2 separate regions of the Mus musculus genome follow, and region 1 is linked to region 2. The links are chromatin contacts, called in public Hi-C maps. All regions are on one chromosome and are shown on one strand. Each heading gives the region's core, a stretch centred on a gene start, on an enhancer-like site or on the middle of the called end of the contact. The rest is flanking DNA. Distances are from core to core; before and after follow the strand shown. Region 1 has its middle 200 kb from the start of Gm32590. Region 2 overlaps Pard3 (par-3 family cell polarity regulator).

What was found. Hi-C and Micro-C count contacts between places; a contact is called where the count stands out from the background.
Region 1: a Hi-C map of the N1E-115 cell line shows a contact between it and region 2, with 3 times the contacts expected there. The contact joins two enhancer-like sites. A contact is called at or near these places in 3 of 484 Hi-C or Micro-C datasets (the N1E-115 cell line, bone marrow-derived macrophages and gonadal supporting cells), 1 of 115 datasets of contacts at active chromatin or transcription factors (embryonic stem cells) and 1 of 9 other capture datasets (embryonic stem cells).

What each region holds. Positions count from the first base shown.
Region 1 is chr8:128,002,257-128,006,666 of GRCm38.p6, reverse strand. No RefSeq gene overlaps it. Among named protein-coding and RNA genes, the nearest start is that of Gm32590, 200 kb to the right of the region's middle. Within about 2 kb of position 2,701, at least 27 of the 459 cell types and tissues checked have an H3K27ac peak or open chromatin away from gene starts, as enhancers often do. A contact at or near this core is called in the N1E-115 cell line, where this site is marked.
Region 2 is chr8:127,328,050-127,332,700 of GRCm38.p6, reverse strand. All of the region lies in intron 5 of Pard3 (par-3 family cell polarity regulator), which reads right to left. Among named protein-coding and RNA genes, the nearest start is that of Gm9909, 120 kb to the left of the region's middle. Within about 2 kb of position 1,665, at least 39 of the 459 cell types and tissues checked have an H3K27ac peak or open chromatin away from gene starts, as enhancers often do. A contact at or near this core is called in the N1E-115 cell line, where this site is marked.

The sequences.
Region 1 (4,410 bases), core at 1,452-3,951, 670 kb before region 2:
GATAGACAGTTCCTGAGGAATAATGCCAGCAGTTGACCTCTGGCTTCCATATGCATATGCTCACATGCGTACATACAACCACACCTATGATCACCGTCCTGATCCTATCACTTGGCTTTCATGGAACAAGTCATGGAAAGACATCCCTGTCTTTCTGTCTTTGACTACGAGTTTCCATCTGTCTGAAACATCTCCACTATTACACTAAAGTGACTTCTATAGTTCATTTCCTCCAAAGAAATTCTCAAAGGCAAGAACTCTACGTGGTGTCTCACAGAACAGGTAGATAAACATTACTAGAAAACATACAGCTTTAATGTGTTTTCTTTGGCTTACACAAAGTTAACCAACGAAGATAAAGAGAAACTAATCATTCATTGAAGAGAGTGAGAGCTATGTCGTTCAACAGAAAGAACGGGAGTTAAATCATTGATGAGGGTGGAAAGCTAGTTATTGGATGAATAAAGAGGGAGGCTAACCATATAATGAAATGAGAGGGAGGATAATCATTCAGTGAAGCGAAGGGGAGGCTAACCATCAGTGAAGGGAGAAGGGAGCTAATCACTTGGGGGAGAATAACTGTTTAATGAAGATAGAAGGAGGATAATCACTCAATGAAGTAAATGAGAGGTTAGCCATTCATTAAAGAGAGTAGGAAGTTAACCACTCAATGGAGAGAGAGGAGACAACCATTAACTACAGAGAGAGTCTAACTATTCAATGATGAGAAGGAGAGGCCAACCAGTCAATGAAGAGAAGAAAAATAACCATTGAGTGAAGAAAGAGGGATGTTAACCATTCAGTGAAGGAATGGGAGGCTAACTATTCAATGAAGACTAAGAGAAAGGCTAAGCATTCAATGAAAAGAGGGGGAAGTAACCATTCAACTAACAGAGAGGATTTGTAACCAGTCAATAGAGAGGGAGAGCTCAACCAATCAATGAGAAAGAGGGGAGGCCAACCAATCAAAGTAAGGGGGTTGGTGGGGGGGGGAGCCAATCAATGAATAGAGAGGAAGGCCAAGAATCCAATGAAGAAAAGGGAAAGCTAACCATTAAATGAAAAGAGAATAAAACTACCATTTAATGAAGAGAGGGAGACTACCTGTGATGATATAGACAGGCCTATTATTCGTTCAGTGAAGAAATTGGGAAGCTACCCGTTCATTGAAAATAGGAAAATTAAGTGTTCTATTTTAATCGTTAGATTCTAACCATTAGATTTTAAGTTAGTTACAAGGCACTGGGGGTGTGGCTCAGTAGAAGAGTTCATGCTTAGTGCTTGAGACACATGGAGTTCAGTCACTAGCAATCCCTTCCCACCTTTAAAACCAGTTGTTTTTCATATGCTTATGGGAATTTACATAAACTCATACAAATACATATTCTCTTGCTTCTAGTCTTCCTTTATTATTGTTCTGGCTTCTCACTGGGTCTCAATGGTCTAGATAATTCCATAGGTACAATATTAAAGTTTCCATAGTTCTTTTATTCTTATCCTCATTCTGTCTTTCTCTGTTTCCATTTAAAAATATTTACATATACAAAACAGACATGTAACACCCACAGAATATAGAACTTCATGCCAGCAGCAACAGAATTCATGCCTGAGAGAACCTCATGCAGGGCAATGATCATCACTTAACAGATACACATCATGTAGTCTTTATGTAAGGCATGCCATAATTTCCTTATTGCAGAACTTGATGGTCTTAGGCCCATCTGAAATCTCTAAACCAGTAGGAATACAGCAGTATGAAAGGCTCAGCCTTGCACTAGAAAGATTTTAGGAGTGATCAATATCATCTGTAAGCAGTAGAATTTGAGAAAAAGAAATTATCCTGAAGTGAGTGAGCCTCCCCAGTCTCTAAGAAGAGTCCTCAGAGAACAAATTCTCCCTAAGACTATGGTGACAGTTATTGTCTGCATTCTGTCAATTTACCCTAAAAATCAGAGACCTGCCTGTCTCCATGTCAACAAACAACAGTACACATATGTACACATATATGTGTCTTTACTGTTCATTTCCTCTGGCAGACTCAGACCCTGGTGTCCCACTGTCCCCTATAGCAGTGGTGAAGGGAATGGAACAAACTCCAGGAATTCAGGAAGTCTGGACTTTCCTGTCACCTGTGTCTACTTATTAGAGTTGTCATCAGCAATGTGTTTGGCCTGGCCATTTCCCACAGGTCATTCCTGCTTTAAGATTCTCAGGCCCAGAAAACCGATCCCAGGGCCTTCCCTTCCAGACCATTGTTCATGCCCTCTCATTAGAATCTAATAGCTGGAGTGAGCATCACAGATTATATTATCCAAGTTTATTGTTTATATTTTAAGTGCAAATAAAAATTCTCAGTTCATATTCCATTTCTTCTTCCTAAACCAGGCATGTACATCTGTGGGATTTGGTGAGTATGTCAGCAGACTCTCACAGCCCTTGGAAAGCTCTGCCAAGAACAGCTTTAACAACACAAAACTGGGGTAGGGTGGGAGGGGCTGGGGAATTTGTCCAAAGCCTTGAAATGCTAGCAGAAAATTGATCAAAGCCAAGATGAGTTTCACCCAGCTCTTTTAACGAGCTGCTAATATCGTAGTGGCATTCTTGTCAGGATAATTTGTCACGCATGTCCCTGTGTGGGCTCAAGTCCTTTCATAGTCATCATCCCTAACTAGTGACACAGGCAACTTGTCTGAAACAAACCTCTGAGGATGGGGAAGGCAAGTGTGGGAGGTGAGGGTGAAGCTCAGCCAATGGCTGCTGACAGTCATCTGAGCCCCATCCACCCCCAGATCACACAAACACAACCTCCACCAGCTCTACCTTTGTTCAACACACTACAACATCACTTACATTTGTGTGATTGCCACAGTCATGCCCACTGCCTCAAAGACACTGCCTAGCAGAAAAAAATGTCACCTCTTGAAAAATAATATGTTGTCAACACCAGCTCCAGACCAATAAAACACCATGAAAAGTAGGATTCCTCATTAAAAGAGCAGAATGGTGACCCCTCAACCCGGGCAGAGTGCACTTGGGCACAGTGACAGCTTGTGACCCAAGAGGGCCTAGAGCCCCAGCACTAGCCACAGGCTGTGTGGTTCTCATTAGGAGTTCATCCATCACACCAGGACTCATTCAAGTGGCATTCAGACTATGCCATCTCCTGTCACTAGTGTGCTACAAAGGCCCCTTTCTTTCCCTCTACTTTTAACATAAGGATACCAACAAAACATCTGTTGAGGGTAAAGAAGACAAAAGATGAGACAGAATTCTAGGTGCTGTGGGCATCAAAGATAGAGACAATGGCCATGCCCTGGACTAAGTTAACACTAGGTCTCTTCTGTGTGAGCTACCCAGCCTGAGGAGAGCAAGCATAACCAATTTATATACTATATTATGACTATATACTATACATTATGAAGAAGTTTTACTGGGTTTTAAAGAAATACTCAGTTATTGGGGCTGGTGGTTGGCTCAGTTGCTAAAGTATTTCCTTCATAAGCATAAATGACTGAGTTCAATTCCCAGAACCCACAGAAAAACAAAGACATGTATGGCATGTGCACTTTTAATCCCACTCTATTTCTCTGGGGCTCACTGGTCAGCCTGCCTGGCCTACTTTGGTGATCTCCAAGTCAAAAGGAGACCATGTCTCAGCCCCTAAACAGTAGCAGACAAGGCTAACCTCTGGCCTTCAAATCACCCACACACAGGAACAAGCACCCACAGATACATACATAAGCACACAAATACAGCTTGAAATTTGGAATTATTTTAGGTACAGTGAATGTACTGCCGCAAGCAATACTCATTATGCTCATCTGGGAGATAGAGGCAGAAATAATACAAACCCAATGCTATTCTTGACTACACAGCTGGTTTTAGGCTAGTGTAGACTACCAGAGTCCCTGTCTTTAATGGTAAATGCTTTCACTTGAATATAAACACCTCCAATGGAGCCACAACAGCAGAGCCAATTATGAGTAGCAGGAGAGAAGCAAGAGCCCTTATCATGGCTGAGGTGCATTCTGGGGGTAGTGTCAGGCAGAGCATGTCTTCCCAGTGTTACTTTCCAGAGCAGCTCCATCTTAATTATTTAGACAACGTGCCTGATGGACTCCAGAGACAGAAAGCAGAGCATCCTGTGCTGTGGTCCTCCCATGTCCTCCATTAGGAATGTCTGCTTATCAACCTGCTGTCCCTTCTGCTACTCTTTTGCTTTCTCCTAGTTCCAGCAAGAAAGTTTGCTGTCTGAGAGTTTGCAGCGTCAAAGATCTGTGTATCCCCCACGGTGTACTGAGCAGCAGAGAAAGCAAGTTGAAATTAAGATGGCAAAAAACAAACTGGGAAGCAGAAACTGTCCTCATAGCCTCTCCTGGCTGTGATCCAGAGGTGCCCATTTTGCATATT
Region 2 (4,651 bases), core at 416-2,915:
ATATAATTCAGACATTTTGCGATTCATATTCTCTCTCTCTCTCTCTCTCTCTTCTTCCTCCTTCTCCTCCTCCTCTTCTCTCTCTGCACACAAGTCCTTTCTCTCTTTCCCCTCTCCCTATGGTGACTCCCCTGGCTTCAATCCTTAGAGCCAGTGAACTTGCCAGGGAGTAACTTCCCAGTACACCTGCCTTTAATACGATGCAATCTGGCTTGAATTGGCTCATTTCACTGGCAGCAGAGAAATAAACCTATCACTTACAGACATACATATATACATGCAACACACACACTAAAAGGGGAACAAATAACAAAATGTTATGGGTACTGGTATTTTAGCAGACGTTCAAGGTCATCGTCAGCTATACCGTGAGTTGGAAGTCAACCTGTGATACATGAAATCTCACCACAAACAACAGCAATACCAAGAGTGTGTCCGTATTAGCCCTACTCTGTCCATAAGTTGTACTGTATTCCACAGGGAAGAGGAAGGGCTTGCAAATAGCTTACATGTGTAATGGACACTTAGGAAACAAAAACAACAACAATTGGTGTGGGATCATTTTTACATCGGAATCAATTCAATTAACACTTCTGTGGAATATCATAATGAACAGTATTTCCTTTCTATCAGAAAATAACTCCAAGGGAAGAAAGATGGCTCTGCAGTGAAAAGCTCTGGATGCCCTCCTGGATGACCTGGTTTCAATTCCCAGATCCACATGACAGCTAAGGAGGGACTCCAGTTCCAGGGACTCTGCTGCCCTCTTCTGGCCTAGTTGAGCACTGCATGCAAATGGCACATAAACTTTGTGCAAGGAAAACATCCAAACACATTAAATAAAGTTAAATAACTTTTTTTTAATTAGAAAATAATTTAAGGGTCTGGAGAAATGGCTCAGTGATTAATAGTGCTCACTCATAACCACCTGGAACTCCATTCCCAGTGATATAATCCCCTCTTCTGACCCCTGCATGCATCTACCCACACACATGTGGCAGATGCATAGGCAGACAGGAAAGAATTTCAAAATCACAACATGGTTTTCATATCAAATATCTATATGAATTAGAAGTGTTTCTTGGGGAGGGGTGGGTGTTGACTAAATAAAATGATCACAAGAGTCTAAATCTTATGCCAAGCATATTGATGGTGTGCTAGAATTTATAGTATATGCAATTTCTGTAAACGGACACAAAATCATACTGTCCCTCTAGTGAGGAAAAAAGCAAACAAATGCCTATACAGGTGAAACTTTCCCAGCTCGCAGCCATAGATGATAGAACAATACATTTACAGTCTAGCGAGAATGAAGAAACCCCTGGATCTAAAGAAAAAAAGCTCTCAGAAAAATCACAATGTTTTCACTACAGAGTGCTTACTGTTAGGCCCAATTCTAATGTCCACAAATTATCCAACACAATCAAATATTTTGTTCAAATACCATTTGCAAAGGAAGCAGGGAATTTACTTAGTTGTAGACATGAAGAATAATTTAATGTTTCCTTGAGAACAAAATTGACAGGTGTCTTGGACTTACATCAACATTTTTGGATTTTTCCTCCCACCCCCCCCCCATGTCCTTTTAAGAACCTCACTTAACTGGGTCACAGCAGCTCAGCAAAGCTCAGACAGACTCCTGGGCTCTCCCAGGATTAAACAGGACCAGCTCTCAATCAGCAGAGCTCATTAGGACACACAGAGATCGGCAGGGGCAGCTGATGGTGCAAGCTGCTTAGCTCTCACATCCGAGTTCAATTAGGAGGCTGTCCCCAAGGAAGCGCACAGGCCAACACTTAGATAAGAAAGGCAGTGTCCTCCATCACTTTCAAAGCAGGACCACGGCTTCACACAGACAGACTTTCCGTCTCTCTTCAGCCCTCAGGCCTTTCCTCTGTAACATGTCTTCAGTCTTCCCTGTCACAGGCAGGTGCTATATAACAAGCAGTGTTGTCAAGAAGTATCAATTGTATAACCGCACAAATCTCGAATAAAATTTATATGTATGTGATGGCTATTCTTAGTTGTCAGCTTCACTACCTCTGGATGCTATGGATAGGTAAAGCATGGTGACTGTCTGGGCTGTGTCTACGTGGACACTGGGAGAAGCCACGGCAAACTCACTTTGGTAACGTGGCCAAGAGGAGGGTGGTGGGCAGAAACACAGATGTCATCCTGAGGGGAAGGATCTGTCAAGGGACAAAAGAGGAACCAAGCCTCTGTACTCTAAGGGGCAGAGCCTGCGTGAGGAAGGCTTGTGGGGGGAGGGGGGCTCCAGTTGAACAAACACCCACTGAAGGAATGACTGGAGCAAAGAGATTTGCAAGGGAGAAACCACATGACTGACAAGGCAAGCAGGAGGGAAGTGAAGACCTTGGCACGCCAAAGGCCATTGTTTCTTTAGAGGAACAGGGGCAGAGTGAGCACCCACAGGCAAATCAAGACATCTAAGGGGGATGACAGTGCCATCACACCATACTTCTGTCTAGGTAAAAGTTAAAGCACAAAGGGCCAGTTAATGAGTTTCTTCTTTGAACCGAGAGCATTGGACAGGACAAGAAACATGTTTACCAGAGGGCTCAACTAATGAATATCAACATTACAGTTTCATTTCTCAACTTGGAAATTGTAACTCTTGAAGAAAACAAGCATGTGTGTGTGTGTGTTTTGGGGCTGCTCCATCACCCAGCATTGTAAAGACTAAATCATCAAAATTAGGAACTAGTATGTGCTTAGCTTAGAGAAGATAAAAAATACTGCCCCGTATGAAAAGAAATTCAAATGTCCCAGCCCACCAATCTCTTCAGCTGGATGTAGTAAAAATAACCACACTTCTCTCCAGTAGTTTAATCTCTACATAGTTTCTCAGCTACTTAAAAAGTCTGACTTAGCTTGTGCTGGAGAGACTACTGGGTTGGTAGAGTACCTTGGAAACACTCACAAGGGTCTCACCTGAGACCTGAACATCAGAAAAAGCAAAGGGGAAAAAGGCCCCTCATCAATACAGAACCATCACAGAAATATCACAGGCCACACAGGTGGCCAAAACCAAAACCAGCGAATGAATTGCTCGAACACTTAAAAGCAACATTTTCAGGACTGCTCCAAAACCAAGTTGATCGTGATAGGAAAAACCTACAAAGGAACTGATTAAACAAAAACAACCACCACCAAAAAACTGTCTCTATCCAAACTAAACTAAACTAAATAAATAAATGTCTTTTAAACGGTTCCTATTCTCCAGGCAGGGTATCAGAAATAGGTTTTGAGAAGAATATACTATAAGATAGAAATGCTGATGTAATTTTCTGACTAGTATTCCTAAAGTGGACAGTAGTTCTACCTCTCCTAAGACACAAAAATAAACAGCAAATGTTAAGAAGAGTGAGAAGCAGAGGTATGAACAGTGCACTGCACATCAGAGACAGACACATCTTTCCCCATCATCTGAGCACAATGCTCCAACAAAGGGCTTTAAGGCCGACCGCAATGAGCACAGGAAAAGGCACCTGAAGGTCAAGGATTTATAAAATAATGTGTCTTTATCCAGCCAGGCTGACTGTAACAGTGTATTCACGGGCAAGAAAAGCAGTGAACACTAAGATTCCACAAATGTCACTCCATATACCACCTGACTGGTTTTTTTGCTCAGAATTTCTGACTCACCTCCTGTCTCCCTGCAGGCTTTCAGCTCCATCAATCAAAGAAGCAGCAGAAGGTAGTAATCACAGCCAGCAAAAAGGACAAAACAGGCTGAGGGATGTGGCTCAGTAGGTACAGTGCTTACCTGGTAAACACAAAGTTCTGAGTGCTGTCCTCTAGACTGCATTATGTTGGGTTTGGTGGCACATACATGTAATCTCACAGAGCAATGAAGGCAGAAGGGATAGATAGATAATAGAAAAATAGATAAATGATATATAGATGATAGATAATAGACAGTCAGGGGATAGATTATAGATAGATGCTAGATATAGACAGATGATGGATAGATGACATAGGTAGATGGACAGATGGACAGATAGATGTTAGGTAGGTAGATAGATAGATAACAGATAAATAGGTAGATGATAGATTATAGATTGATGATTGATGATAGATGATAGATAGATAATAGATGATAGCTAGCTAGCTAGATTTATAATAGATGATAGATAGATAGATAGATGATAGCTAGATAAATAGATGTATAATAGATGATAAATAGATAGATGTATAAGAGATGATAGGTAGGTAAGTAGGTAGATAGAGAGATAGACAGATGATAGATAATAGATAAATGATATATAGAGATGATTGATGATAGATTATAGATAGATGATAGAGATAGATAATAGATAGATGTATAAGAGATGATAGGTAGGTAAGTAGGTAGAGAGATAGATAGATAGATAATAAATGATATATAGAGATGATTGATGATAGATTATAGATAGATAATAGAGATAGATAATAGATAATGGATGAATAGATAGATGATAGATAGATAGATAGATAGATAGATAGATAGATAGATAGATAGATAGATAGATAGAAAGATAAAGAAAACAATCCTGACAAGCAGCCTTTGAAGGGCTCCAGAAGTGAATGAGTGACAACTGCCCCCCAGCTCTATCAGATCACAGAGGCCCATATGCTTAGGTAGTACCAA